3 separate regions of the Mus musculus genome follow, and all the other regions are linked to region 1. The links are chromatin contacts, called in public Hi-C maps. All regions are on one chromosome and are shown on one strand. Each heading gives the region's core, a stretch centred on a gene start, on an enhancer-like site or on the middle of the called end of the contact. The rest is flanking DNA. Distances are from core to core; before and after follow the strand shown.

What was found. A called contact is a pair of places that touch in the nucleus more often than the background predicts.
Region 2: a contact with region 1 is called in a Hi-C map of uterus, with 2.3 times the contacts expected there. The contact joins two enhancer-like sites. A contact is called at or near these places in 4 of 39 promoter capture datasets (cranial neural crest, embryonic stem cells and liver), 2 of 484 Hi-C or Micro-C datasets (liver and uterus), 4 of 115 datasets of contacts at active chromatin or transcription factors (astrocytes, double positive thymocytes and embryonic stem cells) and 1 of 9 other capture datasets (embryonic stem cells).
Region 3: a contact with region 1 is called in a Hi-C map of uterus, with 2.8 times the contacts expected there. The contact joins two enhancer-like sites. A contact is called at or near these places in 2 of 15 datasets of contacts at CTCF or cohesin (the NIH/3T3 cell line and pro-B cells), 25 of 484 Hi-C or Micro-C datasets (CD4 T cells, the G1E-ER4 cell line, the HL-1 cell line and 9 more), 8 of 115 datasets of contacts at active chromatin or transcription factors (T-cell acute lymphoblastic leukemia, embryonic midbrain, embryonic stem cells and 1 more) and 1 of 9 other capture datasets (embryonic stem cells).

What each region holds. Positions count from the first base shown.
Region 1 is chr6:94,619,547-94,622,174 of GRCm38.p6, forward strand. It overlaps Lrig1 (leucine-rich repeats and immunoglobulin-like domains 1), which reads right to left. Exons shown (of 19, transcript NM_008377.2): 9 at 707-787. Among named protein-coding and RNA genes, the nearest start is that of Mir7041, 14 kb to the left of the region's middle. Within about 2 kb of position 1,340, at least 40 of the 459 cell types and tissues checked have an H3K27ac peak or open chromatin away from gene starts, as enhancers often do. A contact at or near this core is called in fibro-adipogenic progenitors, muscle stem cells and uterus, where this site is marked.
Region 2 is chr6:94,834,583-94,837,210 of GRCm38.p6, forward strand. No RefSeq gene overlaps it. Among named protein-coding and RNA genes, the nearest start is that of 4930511E03Rik, 110 kb to the right of the region's middle. Within about 2 kb of position 1,304, at least 10 of the 459 cell types and tissues checked have an H3K27ac peak or open chromatin away from gene starts, as enhancers often do. A contact at or near this core is called in uterus, where this site is marked.
Region 3 is chr6:94,805,660-94,808,287 of GRCm38.p6, forward strand. No RefSeq gene overlaps it. Among named protein-coding and RNA genes, the nearest start is that of Lrig1, 110 kb to the left of the region's middle. Within about 2 kb of position 1,337, at least 51 of the 459 cell types and tissues checked have an H3K27ac peak or open chromatin away from gene starts, as enhancers often do. A contact at or near this core is called in fibro-adipogenic progenitors, muscle stem cells and uterus, where this site is marked.

The DNA of each region.
Region 1 (2,628 bases), core at 90-2,589:
CTGTGAGGTCCAGAAATGCCCCCTCCCTCACAAGCTGGCATGGACAGGCCCCCAGCAGCAGAACTGCAGAGCATTCTGCAACTTGGGCAAGAGAACAAGTATACCATATCCAGGGGTACAAATCCGAACCTGCCACCTGCCAGGTCCTGGGCTAGTTCCCTTCACTTGTCTCTGGAGCTCTAAAGGCTGCATAATGGAGCCTGCACACAGACATGTACCTACTACAGCAGTGGACGAATTCTAGGAGGGCAGGACAAAGACTCTCCAAACTGAATTCAAAGTAGCTATGACTAGTGCTCTTGGTGATGGCTGCTTCTACTTGTGATTATAATTAGCAACAAAAAGACTGACAAGAGCCTCAATACTACTGAAAGGTACTTCACACATCTCTAGAAACTAAAGAAGGCAGCAACACCCCTCTGTGCAGAGGACAGAACATATAGGTGCTTTCAGATGGGCTGTAAACAGGACCAAGCCCAGCAGCCCTAAGGACCACCACACACTGACAGTATGAAGACTGTGAGAGTGGCCTGTGAGCCACTGCGGATTCCTCACTGTAGCCCTCAGCCTCTTCTCTGCACACAGCAGAAGGCCTGCTGCTGTCCTCTGTGGTCCCAGGACACAGGAGACTCAGGGGAGCTGCATGAGTGGCACCCCTGCATCCCAGAGCTTGCGGAACCGCACACTCCCAGTCTGAAATACTCACAGCTTGCTGAGGTTGTCAAGCCCCGTAAAGGCACCACTGGTATCCTCGATTGTACCCGAGATCTCGTTATGGTCCAGGTCCCTAAGAAGGAAACAGAAGGCAAGTTCACCCACTATCTTAAGCTCTGCCTTTGTTCTCCACCATGAAGGGAGACCAGCCCCACACCCAGGCTTTCACTAGGAGCCGCAAAGCATCCAGGTGCACCCCAGGGGGCCCAGCAGCATGCATTGCCAGGAGAAGTATGGCCCTGAGAACGTCCTGTTGTTCTTTTTTGTGTACTATCAGCATGACCTTGCTTCTGCTGCTTCCAACAAAGCCAGCCCGCCCACCAACCAATCTGGCTGGCCTCAGGGAGGGAAATAGTAGAGACAGCACAAGAAGAAGCCAGGCTTGCACACACCTCTCTGAAGCAGACCTCTAACCCAAAAGATTCCTAACCATTTCTGTCTACTCTTAGCCACAGTCCTCTCTCGGGTTCAACCAGGACACTGGAAGGCACGTGGAAGGAAGAGGTGGCGGCGAAGGAGCTGGGCCCTGATGTTCCTCCAGGCCGGCCTGGAAGCCTAGGGCCTGCACCCTGCTCCTCGTGAGGCTTATGTAGCACTGGATACTGAGCCAGAGCACACATCTGGGTGCTGAGTCAATCTTGTGACCCACTTGCCAGGACAGGAAAAAGGAGGCCAACTACTCGGCCCCAGGCTGTCTGGATATGGTCAGTGCTTCAGCTTCCTCCCTGAGCTTCCAAGGGCAGGTCACGCTGCCCAGCCACACGCACCTGGCAGCCAGACCCCTACTCTCACATTCACTCTTTCCAATTTTTCACAGAGCCCTGGTCCCTGCACATCCCCTGCACGAGTCCCTGCAGATATGGCCAAGGACAGAAAGGGATGCAGCTCTTGGCTCTGGGAAGACGCTGGAAAGTCATTGCCAGCTGGGAGTGGAGCTGGGACGAAAGTACACAATGCTTGCTCTGACCTTCACTTTCCAGCATGAAGCTAAAAGAGAATGTGCTGCTGGAAGGGACCTCTGCTCTCAACGAGTCCCACCCTGTCATCTTTAGACTGAGTACAGCAGAGACTGCGGTTCTGTGTGCCTGTCTTCCTGCTCTGGGCCTTGCCTGCCAAATTAGTCCTCTCTTTCTGGCCTGCTCAGCTTGAATGTTTCTGGCCTTTCTGTCCGGGCCTCGGAAGGGCTCACAGACTGACCTGGGCTCGGATAGCTTGCTTGGCACTAGCTCCCCATCCCTGACTCAAACCTGAAGCCCACTCTGCCTGGTGCAAGTGCAGAGGCCTCCCTCCAGGCACAACGACAGGCTTGCTCCCCCAGCAGACCAGGCTGCAGAAGAAAGCTGTGGAACTGCTACCACTATCTGTGGAAGACTGTGTGCCCTTCTGGGGGGTTTTAGACTGAAGGCTGCTAGGAGACAGCCTAGCGTTTACAAGTGAAAAAAGTTCTATGAAAAGTCCCAGAAAAGCACCCTCAGCAGCTTCTAGCAGCCTCACCCATCTGACCCTTCAAAGGACATGGTATTCTCACTTTCTCTTTCTTACACCACTCCTGAATGAGGACAAGGACACAGGACCCTCACTTCTATCTTGGATACCAGGTCCACTAAAGAGCTTCAAAGAAAGAGCAGAAAAGTAGCCATGGTACTGAGTTACAGAAAACAATACATAGGATTTAAGAACGGAAGACAGGACTGGGGGTGTGGCTCAGTAGAAGAGAATTTGCCTATTACACATAAAGCTTTGGGTTTGATCCATAGAAACCTTAGGAAAAAATTCTCAAAACGTACATCCAGGCCTGGAGGCTCACATACCTGTAATCCTAGCCCTTGATGCAAGAGGATGGCCACAAGTTCAAGGCCAGCCTCAATATATGAGCTTGAGGCTAACCTGAGCCAGAGAACCCAGTCTTTAAAA
Region 2 (2,628 bases), core at 54-2,553, 220 kb after region 1:
TTTGTGGCCAGGAAGCTGACCCTGATGGGAGTGTGGAGCACACACCTCTGGCTTTCTGCACTGTCCCCAGGGCTTGGCCTATAGCACACCAGGTTACCTTAAGGAATTTGGAAGCAAACAGGAAAACTCTGGGTCACACAATGGAGGGACCATGCTTTGCCCTTTCACACATCAGTCTTTTCGGGTGAATGGCTCCAAGCCTTCTGAGTCTTGCCTTATGGAACAATTGGCCCCTTCAGTTAACTTGCCAGCAGCAATCAGTTACTCCTCCTAGCCATAAATTACAACTATTCTTTTTTTTTTGAGGGGGAAGAAATTAAAGTAACAAAGGGAAGGAGTTGTAAAGAAGGAAACTGTCAGAACAGCAAAGGTTTGAGTAATTAGTTGGGTCTTTTGGTTTAGGGTTGACTGACTTTCAGTTTGAATTTTGATTTGGAGTTTTATTGGAACAAAGAGACCCTACTTTAATTCACTTTCCAGCTGAGATCGTGATCAGGTGGGTGACAATAACTGGGGTATGGGGCGGGACTCAACCCACAATCCTTGTTACAGAGGTTTTCATTCTGATCCTGCAACTTCACTGATTGTTGTTTTATTTGTTTAGAACTCCCGCTTCTGGTTGCTGAAGGCCTCTCCTGGTTGGATCTCAAATGTCCCTTCCAGGCTTATGTGGTATGTGACTAGGAGGTCCCTAACTGAGGAGGCTATTTGGTATGTGATGAAACTTTTGGTACTTGTGGCATAACTGCTAGACACACACAAATAGGGACAGGCTTTAAGGTGATAGCCCATCTCTGGTTGGGTCTCACTGCATGTACTTCCTGTATCCCGCTGCAGTGTTTGTAGCTACCTATGGACAGCAAGGGCCAAGCCATGATGAACTGTATTCTTTCAACCTTGAAAAGAAATACACCTCTTTTCCCTTAAGTTGCTCAAAGAAAGAAAAAGAAAGGTATCAAACACACCCCTGTTCCGTGAAACAAGATAACCATATCCACCGAATCTGGTTCATTAAGTATGACCATAAAATCACCTTATTCACCGATAGTGCAAAAGCTGCTTGAAGCAGTTCATTCCATGGAGTCTCATTTAAAAATAAAGAGGAAATTTCCCAGGTGACTAATAGTTTTTCATTGTTCTCAAGGCACCTGGAAGAACTGGCTTGCTCTCAATTATTCTGAGAAATGAAGGACTTCTGAAAAAAAAGAAAGAAAGAAAAAAGAGAGAGAGGATTCCAAAGTCCACAGGGCAAAGCCATCTGCTTCCACAGAGAAAAACGCTGAGCATTTGCTAAGCATGGGGCTGGCTGGGCTAGCCCCATCAAGGTCAGATTTATGTATTTTCTCTGGAACTGGAATTTTTGTACACCAGGCATAATACCATGGGGTATTTACAGTGTAAACATTTTTTCTAAAGTAAACAGCTGCATTCCCTGGCTGGCTAAACCCCTCAGCCCCAGATGCAGGAGCTAGAACCTGCTCAGTAAGCAGGTGCATCCTAACTCGGAGGAAGCTTTTCTTTGTGCCTGACTCCCAGAGTGTCTGAACATTTTTCTCCTTCCAGTGACGTAACCTCATGACTTCTGAAAACAGATGAAAGGGCGATTCCTTTCTTAGTTTCCCCCTTGATTTAAAAAAATAAAAATAAAAAAGGGCTAGGCTATAGCAGTCAGAGGGGAAAAGTTTGGTGGCTTTGGAGTCTGAGGCATTCACTGCAAGTCACTTTATCTTCATTTTCTTTTTCTTGTTTTCAGTTTTCCTCCTTTCCTAAAAGCAGGATTGGGAATTGGGGAGCAGGGGTGGGGGTGTAGGGAGTGTGGGGAGTGTGGGGGTTAGAAAGGGAAATAAAGACCAGAATATGGAAACTGCTTTACCACATAGGATGTCAATGGTTTTCACGCAAGCACATGAGCGTGAGTGTGAGTGTGTATGTATGTGTGTGCAGTGATCGTGTTTATATTTGTGTATACAATCTACAGAGAGTTTTAACTTTCTACCTTGTTTGAGATGGAGTCTCTGATGGTTTTTCACTGTGTGTGCTAGGCTATCTGGCCAGTGCATTTCCCAGGATCCTCTTGTCTCTACCTCCCATCTCTTTGTAGGAATGCTGGGATTACAGACGTGCATGCTACCATGCTTGGCTTTGTGGGGGTTCTGGGTATTTGAACTTAGCTTGTGTGGCCAGCACTTGACCCAGGGAACCACCTTTCTAGACCCTCAAGGGTTATTTTTGCTATAGATTTCATTGGTGCTGATGAAAAGTCACAAGCACTTTCTGAAGATAAGACTTTAAAAAAACATGTAGAGGTTGAGCGAAGGGGTCAGAGGTATCCATATTTTACTCATTCAATTGACGTGTATTAAATGGCTATTAGGTGTTGGGGGTTAGATACTACAGTGATGAAGGCAAATAGTCCCCTTTGTAAGGAACCAAAACAGTGAACCCTCAATAGCTAACTTCAAGATCTTCACAATTCCAACATTTATCCTTGTGGAGGACGGACATTGTTGGGTAGTGGTAAAATGCAAATGCTATGTGGGAAAGGCTGCCATATTTCTGTGATACTAAAAATCCTTGCAAAATCGTGGAATTCAAAGTCCCTTGGCATCATGGGAGAATGGCAGCTCA
Region 3 (2,628 bases), core at 87-2,586, 190 kb after region 1:
TCCCTAAGAAGCAGCTACCATTCCTTTCCTTAAAAACATCCTACCCCCAAGTTCCACTGATTTTTTTTTTTAAATCAAGGAAGAAGGCAATGTGCAGGCAGCTGCTAGCCTAACTGGCCTGGTTCTGGTCATCACAATACTTCCTGCCCTCATGACTAGTTTGGAATAAGCACAGGAAATTACGTCAGTTGGCAACAAGAGTCCAGCAGTTGGGATCGGGGAGGTATGCATATTTGCTTATCCAGTTCCCTGCTCCCCCGCCAGGCTAGCGCATGGAGCTTTGACCTCCCATATGTTTTTAATGTGTGTGGAGATAAGCCATCCAACAAGCTGGAAGCAACAGGTTGAGCCTGCCCTCCCCCCACCCCACCCCCACCTCCCACCCCGTTCCAGCTGTAATTGTTCTGAGAGGTCGAACAACCTCCCGTGGCTACGTGTGATTTGAAATTAGCACTCACATGGAGTCTATAGAAATCAGGAAGTAATGACTCTCATCTTCTGAGAGATGATATGTTGGGATTTCCCTCAGCGGGAAAGACATGAGGAAGACTGTGAGGTTTGGAGCCAGTGCGACCTGGCTTTGACTTGGTTCCCCAGTGCCCTGCAAGGCGGTCTTGTGCAAAGACTCGTTCTCTTGAGAGCCCAGACTCTTCATCTGTGTGATGCAGATGATAAGAGACCCTTTAGTGATGAAAACTTCTTGTCCCTTCCCTCAAGTCTCTTCTGAAGCCTTCTTATAGTTTGTAACCATCGATGAAGATAAATCACTGCTGGTGTCCAGTTTCAGAGTGGTAAGCTTTGGAGGCAGATGGTCCCTACCTAGAGCTGCTGACCAGTGTCTGTGCAGGTCCACGTGCACCCCTTTATCTCTCAGTCAGCTTCTCCTCAGCCAACTGGGGATGACAACCTTAACTCTGTTCTACCAGGGAGTGAAAACTAGACCCCCAAGGTCACATGCTCAGCCCCTCCTGGACCACGGTCTGCACACACAATGACAGCTGTTGTCATTTCTCTTTGCCTCGGGTGGTTTGGAATAGCAGTTGACACAGCTGGGCTCTGAGCTCTCAGTTAGTTCCTCCAGCCTTGCCTTTGGGTTGTCTGCCCCTTTCTGACATGACTGTTTGTGGAAACCCTGCTCGCAGCAGAGTAAATCCTTCAGCAAACCTGCCAGCCAACTCTGTCTGCGAAAGTAAGGGTCCACTGAAGACTGTTGTTAAGACTTGATCTGTGTGTTTAACAAGTCCTTCAGTGCGTGGCCATCATACACCATAGGGGCCGAGCACGGCACTGTCCACAATCAGCCGATGCTGGCAGGAAGACTCAGCCAGCACAGCTTGCCTCTAACTGTTCCCAGATGCTCTGACGTCAGAAGAGGCATCTGATTATCAGAAGTGGATGATGCTGTAGCAGGGATCACTAGCCCCAGATGTTGATCGGCAGGCCAAGGGGGAGCAAGATGATTTCCTGGCTGGATGGGGGCGGGGGGTGAGGGACAAAGCACTCCAGGCCTTGTCTTGTTCCCAGTCAGGTAAGGAACACTCACAGGAGCAAACCTCACCTTCTAAACAGGCCCCAGTGACCACAACTCCTTGTATCAGGCCTTTGTTCCCTCCTCTGCCCAGCCCTCAGTGTGGGTTGGACCTCATGACTTGCTTCCAATCATCAGAGCTGGCCAAGTTGACGGGTTGTCATTTCTTTAATTAAGTTACAGAGGGCTGGACTTCTGTCTTGCTGGCTTGGTCTTGTCATGAAGCAAACTCACTTGGGCAAGAACCCCAGGAACGTCAAGGAAAACCGAGTGTGTCTGTTCTTTGTCTTGCAGTGAACATGGAGCTCGGGTCTCCTGTGTAACAACATTTTCATAATGGTACTCTGCCAGCAACCACGAGGATGAGAGCAGAGGGCCCTTCCTCAGGGGAACCTTCTGTGGAAGCCTCTGTCTTGGCGGCATCTTGATTATAATTTAGGTGGGGATGCTAGGCAGGGAGCCTGAATGATCCCAGAAACTTTGATATTGGAAGGTTTTGAGAGTACTAGGTTGTTAGGGAGCAATAGATAGCTGGTAGAGATTCCTTCCTTCTTTTCACAAATAGATAACAGACCTGCATTTCTCCTTAGGATTAGGGGCAGTAGTAACTCTGTCTCTAACCTAGAGTTCCCTCAGGCATTTTGCTGATAGATTAGTCTGCCTTTAGCATGGTTTCTTCCTCTATTAATTTATTTTGGTTTTCTGAGATAGGCTCTCACACAGCCCGGGCTGGCCTCAACTCACTGTATAGCTGAGGCTGACTTTGAACTTCGGATCTTCTGGCCTCCATTTCCCAAATGCCAAGATTACAAGGCATATACCACTACATCCAGTTTACACAATGCTAGGAATCAAACCCTGGGCCTTGTGCGTGCTAGACAAGCACTCTCCAAACAGAGCCCTATCCCCTCTTTATTTAATAATCTCCTCGTGAGGGAGCGACTCACCTTTTCCATCTGGCATTCGAGGCTCACTTCCATATCTGCCCCCTACCAGCTGCCAGAACGCCAATAGCACATATCACTCTTGTGTGAACAAAAAGCCTTTATTGGATCCCAGATGCCAACCAGATTGGCTCTGTGTTCTGCAACTTGACAGTG